4 separate regions of the Mus musculus genome follow, and regions 2, 3 and 4 are each linked to region 1. A link is a contact called in public HiChIP or PLAC-seq and promoter capture Hi-C data. All regions are on one chromosome and are shown on one strand. The core of a region is the stretch at or near the end of the contact, and the rest is flanking DNA. Distances in the headings are between cores, read along the strand shown.

Evidence for each region. Promoter capture Hi-C pulls out the DNA fragments that hold promoters and counts their contacts. HiChIP or PLAC-seq counts read pairs in DNA pulled down with a chosen protein or histone mark. Capture Hi-C pulls out chosen DNA fragments and counts their contacts.
Region 2: a promoter capture Hi-C map of pre-B cells shows a contact between it and region 1, with 2.6 times the contacts expected there. The contact joins the promoter of Nek7 here to the promoter of Aspm in region 1. A contact is called at or near these places in 3 of 39 promoter capture datasets (HPC-7-derived erythroid cells, erythroid cells and pre-B cells), 2 of 484 Hi-C or Micro-C datasets (both in the G1E-ER4 cell line) and 2 of 115 datasets of contacts at active chromatin or transcription factors (large pre-B cells and pro-B cells).
Region 3: an H3K27ac HiChIP or PLAC-seq map of epiblast stem cells shows a contact between it and region 1, with 4 times the contacts expected there. The contact joins the promoter of Kcnt2 here to the promoter of Aspm in region 1. A contact is called at or near these places in 6 of 39 promoter capture datasets (the C10 cell line, cranial neural crest, embryonic stem cells and 2 more) and 1 of 115 datasets of contacts at active chromatin or transcription factors (epiblast stem cells).
Region 4: a promoter capture Hi-C map of liver shows a contact between it and region 1. The contact joins the promoter of 2310009B15Rik here to the promoter of Aspm in region 1. A contact is called at or near these places in 2 of 39 promoter capture datasets (the C10 cell line and pre-B cells), 4 of 115 datasets of contacts at active chromatin or transcription factors (embryonic stem cells, large pre-B cells and microglia) and 1 of 9 other capture datasets (liver).

What each region holds. Positions count from the first base shown.
Region 1 is chr1:139,452,920-139,456,263 of GRCm38.p6, forward strand. It overlaps Aspm (abnormal spindle microtubule assembly), which reads left to right and starts at 1,854. Exons shown (of 28, transcript NM_009791.4): 1 at 1,854-2,285. The coding sequence starts at 2,013. It overlaps Zbtb41 (zinc finger and BTB domain containing 41), which reads left to right. Exons shown (of 11, transcript NM_172643.5): 11 at 1-88.
Region 2 is chr1:138,618,034-138,621,377 of GRCm38.p6, forward strand. Nek7 (NIMA (never in mitosis gene a)-related expressed kinase 7) reads right to left here and starts at 1,724. Exons shown (of 10, transcript NM_021605.4): 1 at 1,519-1,724.
Region 3 is chr1:140,243,958-140,247,301 of GRCm38.p6, forward strand. Kcnt2 (potassium channel, subfamily T, member 2) reads left to right here and starts at 1,761. Exons shown (of 28, transcript NM_001081027.3): 1 at 1,761-2,394. The coding sequence starts at 2,300.
Region 4 is chr1:138,855,359-138,858,702 of GRCm38.p6, forward strand. It overlaps 2310009B15Rik (RIKEN cDNA 2310009B15 gene), which reads right to left and starts at 1,496. Exons shown (of 3, transcript NM_001081226.1): 1 at 1,223-1,496. The coding sequence starts at 1,459.

The DNA of each region.
Region 1 (3,344 bases), core at 604-3,103:
TGAGGAGTAGATGAGGTCTTGCATATTAAATTAGTTCCTTATGTTATTTTGATATTTAAAATAAACAGTTCTTTGGTCCTAGTAAAGCACACCCAGGTTCTTTTCACATTACACTTTCAGCGTGGGGTCACAATGTTCTGCAAGTCTCTATATAAAACGTAAAAATGATGAACAAAGGCAAAACCAAGTATCTTGGGAACGTTTTGAAACATGATTTTAATAAATTACAAATTATTTAAAATATCTTAAATATATATTAAATACATAGTTGAATCGGCCTTAATTTTTTTATATATATTTTCAAGTATTAGATAGAGATAACTTTGAAGTAGTCATATTGCTTTTGGGGAATTTTAAAGTGTAGCAAAATTCTATTACTGAAAAACTATATCCTATAAAATACTAAAAGTGGGCATTCCTCCCCCTCCCCTCATTTCTGCAATTCTTCGTTCTGGTTTTGGGGGGAAGGCTTGCTGTAAAATGTTAATAACTCTACAGGATCTCACCCCAACCTAACAAGCTCCATTTCTGTTCCAGTCTTCAATGTGCCATCACTATTGGTTATAATCACAAAGAGAGATCATGTCTAAAAAACACAAAACAGCCCAACAACATGCTACCAGCTCATTACATCTCTGGTCAGCCAAGGAAACGTATAAAGGTGGTTAGTTCTGAACAGACATGTCAGATAGGAAGACTTGGTTTATATAAATATTTCTTGGCTAACTGGTAATGTGTGACAATCACTGTGGAACTTTCTGACATAGTGACACAATGTTGGTAAACCACACAAGTTACTAAAAAGAAATCACATTAACTGTACAGCATTGTTTGTAGGCACAAAATGAAAACTCAGCCTGGTCCCGTTTAAGAGAGTGTTTATTCAGAGGTCACATATGAAAGACCATGGCCAATGGACACAGATATAATTTATTCCAAGTTCGATGTTCCAAGGTCGTAACAAGTCAATGATGGTCTTGTTTTTGTTTTGTTGTTGTTTTTACAATACTTAGAGGCAACCGGACGTGGTAGTGCACGCCTTTAATCCCAGCACTTGGGAGGCAGAGGCAGGCGGATTTCTGAGTTCCAGGACAGCCTGGTCTACAGAGTGAGTTCCAGGACAGTCAGCGCTATACAGAGAAACCCTGTCTCGGGAAAAACAAAACAAAACAAAACAAAGCCAATTAGAGGCACTTTTCAAATACATAGGAGAAACATTAGACGTGTGCTAAGGCAATAGGGAACCCTGGTATAGCCTCAGATGCTGGCAGTACTCATTTTTGGTTGGTTGGAAACCAGTGCTGTATTTCTCCATACAACTATTTTACACAATGGTCACAAAGACATTAGGTAACTTAAGAAGGATAGCACGACATGGCTATTAAGACTAGCTAGTTGTGTTCCCCAGTAATTGTTTATAGTGCTTGGCCGCCAGCATTCTAACCCCTCCACCATCACTGATGTTCATATCACGCAGCCTTGCCTAGGAACCAGTTGAAGATGCCACTTCTTTCCAGGAACTTGTTCACAAGTTGCACTCAGCTATTCAGGACCGCATGCAGCCGTGGGTTGGACAGTTATGATACCCTTTTCTTCCCCGCAAAGTGTTTAAAACACCAAGGCTAATTTCCGTTCTAATTGACCGGCTCGTAGAGTCGGGGAAATTTGCTGCCCTGTTTTGTTTTTGCCCCAGGTAACCCTGACAACCCCACCATCGTTTAAACAAGGCGCCGCTTCCTCATTGGCCAGGCGCTTTCGTTCGCTCATTGGCTCTTTTTAGTGATGTGGGCGGGTTTCTCCTCGCTGGTTGGTGCTGTAGCGAGGAGGTTCCGGGAGCTCCCATTGGTGGAGGCGCGATATTTGAACCGAGCAAAAGCGGCTGGGCTACTTTCCCGGGAGTTTAGGGGATCTTTTTGGCTTTTTGATCTTTGTCCTTGTCCTGGTCGTTGGCTTCCGGGAAGCCGGCGGGAGCCGGACAGCGGGTACCTGACTGCCCGGTACGGGTGGCTGCCATGGCGACGATGCAGGCAGCCTCCTGCCCAGAGGAGAGGGGGCGGCGGGCGCGACCAGATCCTGAGGCCGGGGACCCGTCTCCGCCGGTGCTGTTGCTCAGCCACTTCTGCGGCGTTCCCTTCCTCTGCTTCGGGGATGTCCGCGTGGGCACGTCGCGGACGCGGTCTCTGGTCCTGCACAACCCGCACGAGGAACCTCTGCAGGTGGAGCTGTCGCTGCTGCGCGCCGCAGGCCAGGGCTTCAGCGTGGCGCCGAACCGCTGCGAGCTGAAGGTGGGTGCGAGGGGCACGTCCCCGTGGCGTCACCTTGGGATATAGTAAGAAACTCTGAGAAGATCTGAATCAGCTCCTAGTCTTCACGGTGGGGCTAGGAGATAATGGGACTCCGAGACCAAGTCGGTGTACTGTTTTGATCTTGGGACGCTCTCCTTGCAGGGTAGGGCAGGGATACAACAGGACCCCAAGACCTTGTCAGCTCCGGGACTTGACCAGGGATGGGAAAGTGGGTGGGGCTCCCTCTGCCTAGGCGAGGCTGGAAAAGAGCTAGACCCAACACCAAATCTACTCTCCTTCTTGACCCCGGGAACACCCTCTGCAGAAGTGGGACTACTAGAGAGGAAGACCCCAGCACCACGTCAACTCAGTTGACGGGCTTTGGTGTCTTGCAGTTTGGAAAAAGTGGGCAGTAACTCGCTTGGAATGATGATTAAAAGCGCGTGCACCTGCCATCCCTAGAAGCATTTCAGAGAGTTTCTGTTAAACAGATAAGCGTTTTAAATAGACGTTTGGCAGGCGTTGCAAAATATGTTTGAGTATCTAAAGATGATATACTTTAACATTTCCCTGTTTTGAGACAGGAGGAGTACATTGATGAAACTTTTCTAATTGCTTCTTTTCAGCCATTTTAATATGCATTTGTTTTTCTTATGTTTGGACTCAGTGGAACTACATTTCTATTGTGATAATGAAAAAAAAAACTATTTTGTTTAAATATCCAGTCCAAACCCTTACATGTGATGTGTAGGCAACCTTTGTATTTTACTCTTTTTTTTTTTTTTTCCTTTTGCTATTCTTGTAGTCTTAAGAGGTGTTTCATTCTGACTGGATTACTTTTCAATGAGTAGAATCTCTAAAGCTGTGGAAACAGTTAGCTGAGGGAGCCTGCACACACCGCCTACTAACTAGTAAGGATCGTCCTCAGGGAAAGGTTGGTTGGTTGCATCATCGGGAATCCCAACACTTAAGAAACCATTGCCCTTCCCTTTGATGAACAACTGCCTGGATTTCTGTCTATAGATATCTTTTAAAGGATAAATCCTGGCTTGTAGAGGG
Region 2 (3,344 bases), core at 474-2,973, 840 kb before region 1:
TCCACCGGCCCACATCCTCAGACAAACTTGGCCTCCCTCGCCTAGCTCAGGGCAGCGGTAGGAAGTACCCGCCCTCCTGAGCTGGGGCCGGGTGTCCTCGCCGTTCACTGGCTGCAATGGCTGTCAGTGCCCTCAAGGGCGGGGACTCCCACCTTACTGTGGAATCTGAGGACTGCATGGTCACTGGGTCCAGATTCCCCTCCACTCCGCCCCAGAGTCTGTCCCTTCTGCACTTTCTCCAAAGGCCCTCCTCTCATCATCCATTTTTCTGACCCTCTAAGAAGTAAAGTTTCCCTCCACACGCCCCTACCCCTCGCCAGCCGAAGCAGAAGATGCAACGGTTTGGGATGTAAAGCAAATTATGGTCCGGGTCTCTCGGAGTGGTGGCAGATAGCTGTGAAGATGAAATAACTGCTTAGGTTGCATGTTAGTTCAATAAAGTGCACTGGCCATCACGAAATACTGCAGCCATGAATACTAGTGAGAAATGCTACAAAGCACTGCAGGCTTTATCTTTTATTCATCATTTTCAGAGTTTGTCCGGTTGTCCCAAACTATAAATTTTTGAGTATGAGTACTAAACCTTTCTTGGATCACATCAACATCCCATCGTCTAGAAGAGAACAGATTTATAATAAGCTTATTCGGAACATTATTCTGTAAAGCAACTCTATCAAAGCACACCGTCATGAACGTCAGTTCCTCCCGGGAACTGCAGATTCCTTGGAGGAGAAACTAAAGAGTGGTCCTAATAATGCTCTATAAACTGCGGGCATTGAATCCAATTACAACCTTTAAAGTTAGTAATCTCAAAAAGAAAAAAAAGTCCTTTACATCTCTAGATTGTTTTTGCTATATTCAGTTCCATCACCAGAATTGTAAAGGGCACAAAACATATCTTACTTTAAAGTAAATATATTCTTAGTGTTTAGCGCGGGCAAAGACTTAGGCTATTCGAGTATAGTATGTGAGTCAATAAATGTATCTCTTGTGGGTCTTCCAAGGCCTCTAGCACCAGGCGGAGGCTATCGACATTGCTTAGCAGCATCTTCCACGGCCTAACTTCACCTTCGCCCCACTGGGACTCAGCTCATACTTTGCTGCATCCCAGCCCTGGATCGGTTTCAATCGGACCTCGACCTGACTACCCCACCACTCACGCTCGACTGACTCCCCGGTCCGTGAACTTCACTTTTCTAAACTGGGCTGCAGCCGAATCGGTTGAGCCAATCCTCGAGCTGTAAATAGCCAAGGTGACCAATGAGCTCAGCCCGGAGGCGGGTCTTCGCTGGAGTTCCTCCTGTCGGAGCCCGGAGACCTGTTGCCGCCACCACCACCGTCGTGGAGCTTCCTGGGGTCGAAGCGCCCGGACTCTGAGCTCCTGCAGCCAGCGGCCTGCACCACGCTCCGCCAGTTGCAGGCGTCCCGGGCGGTCCTCGGAGGCACGAGAGCCCGAGGCCCCACGCGGCCCGCCCGCTCCCCGCACCGGCCCCACCCGGCCGGGCCGTACATACTCACCGGGGCGCCGGGGCAGCTCGGTCTACGCGGGCTGCAGGGCTGCGGGATCCGGGGCCGATCGCCTCTCCCCGCGCCACTGCAGGCGCCGGCTCCCACCCTGCTCGGCCCGCGCTTCCCACTGCGAGGTTAGCGGCGGCCCATCCTCCCGGCTCCGCTCCTCCTCCGGCGGCCGCGGCTGTCAGGAGGGTAAACATCCCGGCATCCCCGAGGAGAGGGCGGGCCGCCGCAGGCCCCTCCCCGCGCCCGCACCCTGCTCCGGAGCCCACGCTACCACTTTCCCGAGAACTGGGGTGTGCCTCGCTTACGGCGGTCGACCCCTGCCTCCAGATCGGAGTTTTTTGATCCCACTTACCAAGTAGTTTAAGCTGCCTCTACATGGTGTCAGTGCAGGCAAACGAGAGTTTTCCCGGAGTCTGGCTAAGCAAATCTAGACTTTAGCGTCCCAGTTTTAAGAAAGCTTTTCAGGACCCTTCCGAAAGTTGAACTAGTTGGTAGGTATGCAGAATCTTTGGGATACAGGCACACTCACAAAGTGGCATTACAAAAATATTACATTAGATAAATTCGTTTACACGTCACATATTTGCAATATGGGTCTCTCCCTAGTACATGGAGCTTTTCAAAAGCAAAGCTTTGATTCCTACTGTTCCACTAACCAGATTTGAACGAATGGAGCGAACAGCTAGGAGGCAGTGTAGAGTCTGTCATACCTAGATGCTAATCATTCAGTGGCCAGTCGCTTAACTTATCGTGGTCTTTCTTGGAAGTCAGCCTTAACGCCTCTCCTTAGAAACAGACGATGACATACAACAGCGTGCTTGAGCACAGATCTTAACCATTTGATATCAGTAGGCCTTTTTCTGGTTTCGTTCCCCTGCCAAGGGAATAGAGCCAAAAAACAACAACAAGAAAAAGCGGTATTATAGCTCAAATGGATTAAAACAATAGAAGCAAGATTTAGAAAGTTTGGGCCAGCAAGATGACTCAGGAGTTTGATTCCCAGGACCCACAAATTGTTTTCTGACATCCGTACTGCAATGTGACACACACACGAATGCAAGTATGTGAAATATAATTAGAAAAGAATGCAAACGTTAATTTTAGTAAGAAAATTAAATTTCAAGAGGTGACGTTGGGGCAAGTGCTTAATCGGTACAGATTTGCCAGGTGGAGTTCTACAATCAGCTACGTGCAAGAGCCCTGCTCTCATAAAACTTAGCTTCAGTGAGGAAGTCCAAATTACCTAATGTCTTTTATATCTATTTCATAGAGAAACAAAGCTCGGGGTGTGAGTGCTCCTTTAAACATGTTTATCAGGGAAAGTCACTTGGAATTTGAGCAGAGACCTGAAGATGTGAGAAAAGGAGCCATGTGACTGTCAGGAAGTAGACTGTTTTACCCAGGAAATGCAAGGTTACCCTGTCAGGCATGGGTTCGCCATGTTGGAGAAACAGCCAGTAAGCCTATGCAGGTAGGATCCAACTTAGTGAGCAAGGGAGAGAGGCTGGTGGAGTAAGAAAGGGTGAACTATCAGATGTGGAACTTCGAACTCTTAATTTTTATTCTGAATGAAATGGAAATTCATTGCAGGTGTAAGTTGAGAGACAACAGAGCTGTGAAGAATAAAGTGGAGGGTGAAGAAACTGGAAGTTTAAAAGGAAACATAATGGTATCTGTAACACATTCTGATCAGGCTTAGACCAGAATGCTAGCAAAACCAGACAGACCCCAGATACATTTCCATGATAGAGCCAACAAGGTTTTCTGCTGCATTGAATGTGCTATATGAGAGGAAGCTAGGATGAAGCCAATAAGTTGGCATTTGG
Region 3 (3,344 bases), core at 511-3,010, 790 kb after region 1:
GTCAATTATAAATTTAAGTTTTCATAGCCATGGTTGCTGTATTTTAAGAATGTCAGAACAGCATTTTTTTTTTAAATGTAGCTATCTTTTAAGATTTTTTTTCTAAAGTTGGAGTATTGGGAGCTTTTAAACTCTAGAAAATCAGCATGGCCTTATCATAGTTGAGTCTAACTGTTTTGGCTGAGATACTGGGAAACTTCATAGCACTCAGTGTCCTTCATGGTTAGCTGTGTGTGACTCTGGGAGCCAAGCAAATCTTTGCTTATTTTATTTTATTTTTTTGACAGAAATGTTCTTCTATTCAGTACTGTTATCTGATCGCTCAGGTTTCAACTAAGATTGCCACTAAGATTTAAGCTATAACTTAAAATAACACCTACTCTGAATGTAGCATGCCATTTGTCAGCATCACAATGCATTTCTGGGGCAAGATCTGTCTATGCTGAAGGCCCTGAACAAAAACGAGAAGAGAGTTTAAAAGCATAGAGATAATCACTCAAGAAGTCAGAATGTGGTAAACACCACTAGCAAAATGAAGTTTGGAGGCTTCAAAGGAAAGCTACACATTCACCTCACCTGGGAGAGGTGGGAAATCTAAAGCACATATGGCTTATCAGCTAGGGCTAGATGAACGAGCAGGAAGTGGAATCTACAACTGCATGCAGCTATTAACTCATCTGTTATCACACTGGTGTTGATGATTTCTTTCTGCATTTTAGCTTCCTTTGTGGATTCTCTGCAAAATGATCTCCACTAAGAATAAATCAAAATTAATTAGTCACTATTTCCTTGGTAAGCAAACTTAAAAAAAAAAATCAACCAACCAAACAACCAACCAAAACCAAAGAAAACCAAAACTAAGAACTTTACTTGGTCTTTATTTATCTCCTCTCTCACCTTAAGAATGTTTAAGGTTTCTTGACCCTAGGAGGGAGAGGTGCATTTGTTGAGGTTTTTTTCCCTCCAATGTGGCCCAGTTTCCATTATGATCTTGTTGCTACCTACAAACTTTGAGATTCCTAAGTGTCTTTGCTTTTCTGAGGTGCCATTGGGTTGTGACTGCTTCTGTTAATGGGTGCCCTGGGGGGTATCCGGGTATCCATTCCTGAAGGAAAAACCAAAGTAGGCAAGTAGAACAGGGTAGTGGGTATCAGAGAAGACCAGGAAGCTGCTGAAAAGTCAGCTCTGGGTCCTGAGTTCTCTTCTTCCTCTGACCTTGTGAACCACTCCTATAGGAAGACACCTGCCCTAGGAGCTCACACCACCAACACTTATTCACTAGAGGCCTGCCTTGCTGGGGGGGGGGGGGCTATGGGAGATGGGGGTGCAGGGGTTCTCATTTAAATATTTCTCTTCAGCTGCTGTATAAGGGTGCCCTGCAATTTTCCTCAGACCAGGGAAACACCTCTCTCTCTCTCTTTTTTTTTTTTTTTAGCACGAAGAAGGGCGGGTATGAGGACTTTCCTTGGGGCTGAGAGCGGGGATTCCCTCTCCAGGAACAGGCCATTTCCACTACACCCACAGAAGCAGAAGGCGACCACAGCCTTGGGTGCTGGTGACACCTGGCAACCTTCCTTGGACCCCTCATCCACTTCCCAGGAAGGGTCTGGAGCTCTGGAATCTGCGAAAGAGCTCGCCCCCATTGGTTGTCCCCAAGGCACCCTCCTGCCGTCATTGTGTTATGCTAATGAAGGGGAGGCTCATTGGCTGTGAGAGCCGGAGCCCACCGCCTTCGCCCCCGCCTTCGTCCGGCTGAGCCCAGTGCTTGCACTCCCTGCGAGGGAGCTGTGGCCGGGGATGCCCTAGTGGGAGGCTCTGGTCCTTGCCTTTCAGGAAAGTGCCTAGCCATCACGCGGTGCTCACACCCACCACCTACCCTCTTTCTAGGCACCGCGCGAATTTTCTTTTCCTTTTCTTTTCTTTCTTTTTTAAATTTTTCCTTTTCCTTTTTTTTTTTTTTCTGTCCGTGAAGTAACTTTTGCATTCCCGCCTCCCCCCGGTCCCAGGGACCAGAGGCGGTGCCGAGCCTGGGGGCGGTTCCTTGGCAGCGCTGGTTCGAGTCGCAGCCAGACTTTTGCTCCTGGGCTCGGTTTGCATCATCCCCATCACACCCTTGGGGAAGAGGAGCCACCCCTTTCCAGCCTCAGCTTCCGGCCGAACGACCCCTCCCCCTCCGGGTCCCCCAAGCCCTTCTCCCACCCTCCCCAGCACGGCACCCCCTCCGCAGTGCTTGCTACCCCTCTTTGCCCTCCTCCATCCCTCCATCCCTTGTTGGATGTTGCCCACTCCTTAAGGAAGGATGGTTGATTTGGAGAGCGAAGTGCCCCCTCTGCCTCCCAGGTACAGATTCCGGGATTTGCTGCTAGGGGACCAAGGCTGGCAAAATGATGACAGGTGAGTGGCATGGTGCAGCGTTCCACAAATACTGCTGGAAGCGGACAGGACTGGAGAGCTTTTGAGGGGATGGAGAGAAAGGGAGACCAGCACTGAGGGAGTAGAAGGGATTCTACATCTCCATTTTGACACTGCAGAGAGCAGTTGCTGTGGACAAGGAACTCCTTTCCTTTCCACTTTCTTATTCTTGAGAATCATTTGTTGCATTTATTCGATATTCTTTGTCTGTCTGTGCTTCCCTGGTTGTGTGTGAGGCTGCAAGCAGAGGTACAGTAGCATCCAAATGGCACGCAGTTGCAGTGTCAAATATTTCCCCGGTGTAGTTAATCCACCCCATAAATGTATCCAAGCGATTGGAAAAAAAAATCACAGTAGAAACTTGAAATCTCCTGTACCCACTTTCTTACTCCTTGTCAGTGTTGTCTCGACGAGATGTTTGCTTGCCACTGGGGATTTTCCACTGTTTGAGTATTTGGAGTTCAGGTGGGCAATTGGTTTAAATATGTAACAGGTAGTTAGTGAAGCAAGAATGCCTGGGATGGAAAATACACTGAACAGAGGTTCTTGTAGTATGATTCGTATATATTTTCACCTAAATAGTGCATATCTCAAAACGATAAGTTTCAAAGCTGAAATATTTATTACTAGCAAAACATTGCTTGCGTGTTTTATCAATGGCATTAAAGCTTCATGCAATTTTGCATACAAAATGCTCTGGCTAATTTTTTTTTTTTTTGCACACTTTTTGTTTCATTGAATTGTTTTTGTTTTTTTAGAACGATAATTTCACATATCACATGCCACATTTTCTTGTTTTAAAGTATGTATAGCTAAGCTCTCAATGCAGATTAAATAATTCCCCGAAGTTCAGTTAGGCATTGATGTTCTATTTGAATTAGATAAAAGATACATTATTGGTCCAATTTGAAGCACATTTTGCATTCACTGGG
Region 4 (3,344 bases), core at 246-2,745, 600 kb before region 1:
GCTATCTCCCTTGAGGCATGGAAAAATACTGTCATTTGGGAGCTATATATACCAAGCATGTTTTTGGGTTTGCTTCTGGTCTCCTGGACAGTCACATGACCTGTGAAACCCCACTGATGAAAAGGTTGTGGGTTCCCCGGTGCAAATACTTGCCTTCCTTTTGCTATGTTGATCGAACCAATCTATACAGGCCACTGTTGTTTGCCTTGAAAAATGATAAGACTTCTGGGTTTTACAAACCATATTTGTATGGTGACTTGTGGAAACAAACTGCATGTGTTTGTTATACTTAAAATAAGAGCACAAGCAAGAACGGTCAAAGGCTGTCAATAATTTTTCGATAAATCTTTATTCACTTGCAACACATGAAGGGGTTAGACAGTGGATTTTTGGGACATACTACTCCCAAGGCTGAGTGTCAACTTTAGGAAACGTTCAAGGTTTGCCTCTGCCTGTGTCTCAAGCCAAACCAAATAAGTGGTCTTATCAAGTACTAGCCAAACACAGAGCTTAATACACAGATTTATTACAAGTCACTCTTACATCATTATAAAACTTAAAATATAAATAATGCTATCTTCAAACTATTGTATTCTAAAGTGTCAGGAAACTGAAGGGAGATAAGGTTAGATATTGGTGGTGACAAGCAATTGTCAAATCCATAAACCAGAAGAAAAGGTGATTTAAGAATGCCTAAGGAAAAATGCAAACTTGCCTGATTATAATTTCTTTCGCTCACTTGGACTGGAGGCAAAGGATGAGAGGACACGGGGCAAAAATGTAAAGCGTCTGTCTTATGTTTGCATTACTAAAGTCACTGGATGGCAGGCTGCTCGAGTTATCACGCACAGGCAACATGTCTGTACTACATACGTTCCCTGTAAGAGCTCAGTCCTACCCTCAGTTCCTCAGCACCCATTTCCCCCACACAACACACTCACACGCTGGAGGGCGCGCACACACACAAACCGAGACAAGCCTTTAGCTGGGACGCAGATCAAAAACCGAGCCTCGCGAGCCTCCCATCTCAGGGCAGACACCTCTCTGTCCGGAACGCAAAAGTGCGACCGGGTTTCTCGCAGGACCCTCTGAGCGGACGCCCCAGGCCGACCCGCCCCAGGCCGGAGGTCCAACACCTCCCGGCCGGGCCGCCTCGGGGTCGGGTGGCCGGGCGCGCGCAGGCGCAGAGGCCGCGCGCGGGGCAGGCTGGAGCGGGCCTCACCGCGCAGGCGGCCCGGTGCAGCTCGACGATGTGCCTCTCCGCTGCAGTTAACTCTCGGCTCGCTGGATGCCTTGGTTCTCCTTCGGGCGTTCCCCACGAGTCGGCCGCGGAGCCGCCGCGGGCTCCTTCGGAAGTCGAACCGAGGGTTGAGTTGAGCTGCTGTCGGAAACCTTCGGCCCGAGGCGGTGGCCTCCCAAGCGATACCCTCGCCAGCGTCCAGATCCCCTGGGCGGCCATGGCGCCGGCGCGGTGGGAGGCGGGGCCGGAGGTGGGGCGTGGGCAGGGGAGGCGGGGTCGGTCTAGGGGCGGGGCGAAGAGGGGAGGCGGAGCACTGTTCAGTGTAGACTGGGCTGCCTCTCAGTCTTCAGCTCCCTCCATCTGGGTCCTCTGCAAAGAAAATTATGCATATGAAGACTGGAAGAAGGTGCCTTCTTTACTCTTAAAGTCGCTACTATTTTTTTCTCAGATAAAGGACGAGCATTTTCATTTCCTATCAAGCTAGATCGTATTCTGCATAATCATACTTGTTTAAAAAAATAATAAGAAGGAAAGCACCTTCAGCCCATATAGAAAAGGCTGCGTATTTGCTGGTCATGTGTGACAGGAATGAAGCTGGAATCACAAGCTTGGTGATATGGTTCATTGGCTCACTCTAGAATGAAAATCAAGGAAAAGTCTCACACAAAGAGTGTAGTGAAGTTTTCACAAAACCAAACCTAAAATCCTGTCTGAGAAAGTGACACCCATACTCCTACAAAATTTAGGGAAATTAGCACGATCCCAAGAAACAATTTTATGTGTTCATTAAATTAACAGCACCCCCAGCCTTGGATGCCATAGCCTGAATTTCAAGAGTAGGCAGTGTTATTGAGTAGTTAGTGCTCTTTGGTGTAAAGAGCTATTGGCAGGAGTGAATCCTTAGCAAGAGTGGGTTAGTTGGACAGGAGAAAGTTGTCAAAGCCACCAAAGACAATTCAATTCCTTTTTACACTGATTTACCCTGCAACTCCGAAACCACAATTTGATGGTTTTGGGTTGTTGTTTTTTTTTTTTTTTTAAAGATTTATTTATTATTTTATGTAAGTACACTGTAGCTGTCTTCAGACACACCAGAAGAGGGAGTCAGATCTTGTTACGGATGGTTGTGAGCCACCATGTGGTTGCTGGGATTTGAACTCTGGACCTTCGGAAGAGCAGTCGGGTGCTCTTACCCACTGAGCCATCTCACCAGCCCTGTTTTTTTTTTTTTTAAGATTTATGTATTTATTTATTTTATGTATGTGAGTACACTGTTGTTCTCTTCAGACACACCACAAGAGGGCACTGGGTTCCATTTTAGATGGTTGTGAGCCACCACGTGGTTGCTGGGAATTGAACTCAGCACCTCTAGAAGTGCTCTTAACCACTAAGCCATCTGTCCAGCCCCCGATTTGATGTCCTTAATCACAGATGGAAACAACTCTATTGGTATATTGTAAAACTCAGTGAATTAATAAATTTGAATCCTGTGTTTAAATGTTCCTTTACATTGGAGTAGTATATTTGCCATTTGAAGACTACCTGATGTTCTGAGGGACTTTAAGGAAATCTGGAAAGATGGGACCAAAGTTAAATTCACCCAACATGATTATCATTAAACTTGAGAATTTAAGCATAGGTCATGTTCCTGTTCGCCCCCAACCAACACCACAAAATTAGATTTATGGGCTTCAGAGGTGGAGACATGAGGATTATGTTTGTGGCCAGCCTGAGCTACCTACTGAGTTCCAGCTATAGCCCAGTCTAAGAAAAAGAATCATCCTGGTTAGTCTATGCCTCTGGGCACACAGGCTGATCTTTGTATTAGTCACATGATACCACTGCTTGCATTCTTACAGATGCACCTTTAAAATGTAATCAAAGTTGAAATGAGATGAGAGAATAACTCACTACTAACAACACAAAGCATTCTAAATATCTATTTTCAGGTTTAATCTGATCATCAGCATCCAGTTTTCTTTCCCGTGTCTCTTGCTTTGAAAGGCCCCCATTGGCCTTGAATTTTAGCTCATCTTTGTGTGCATTCTTTCTTTTTCGGAGACTCCTCCATTCACATTAGCCAAAGCTGTATGAAAGTGAGAGC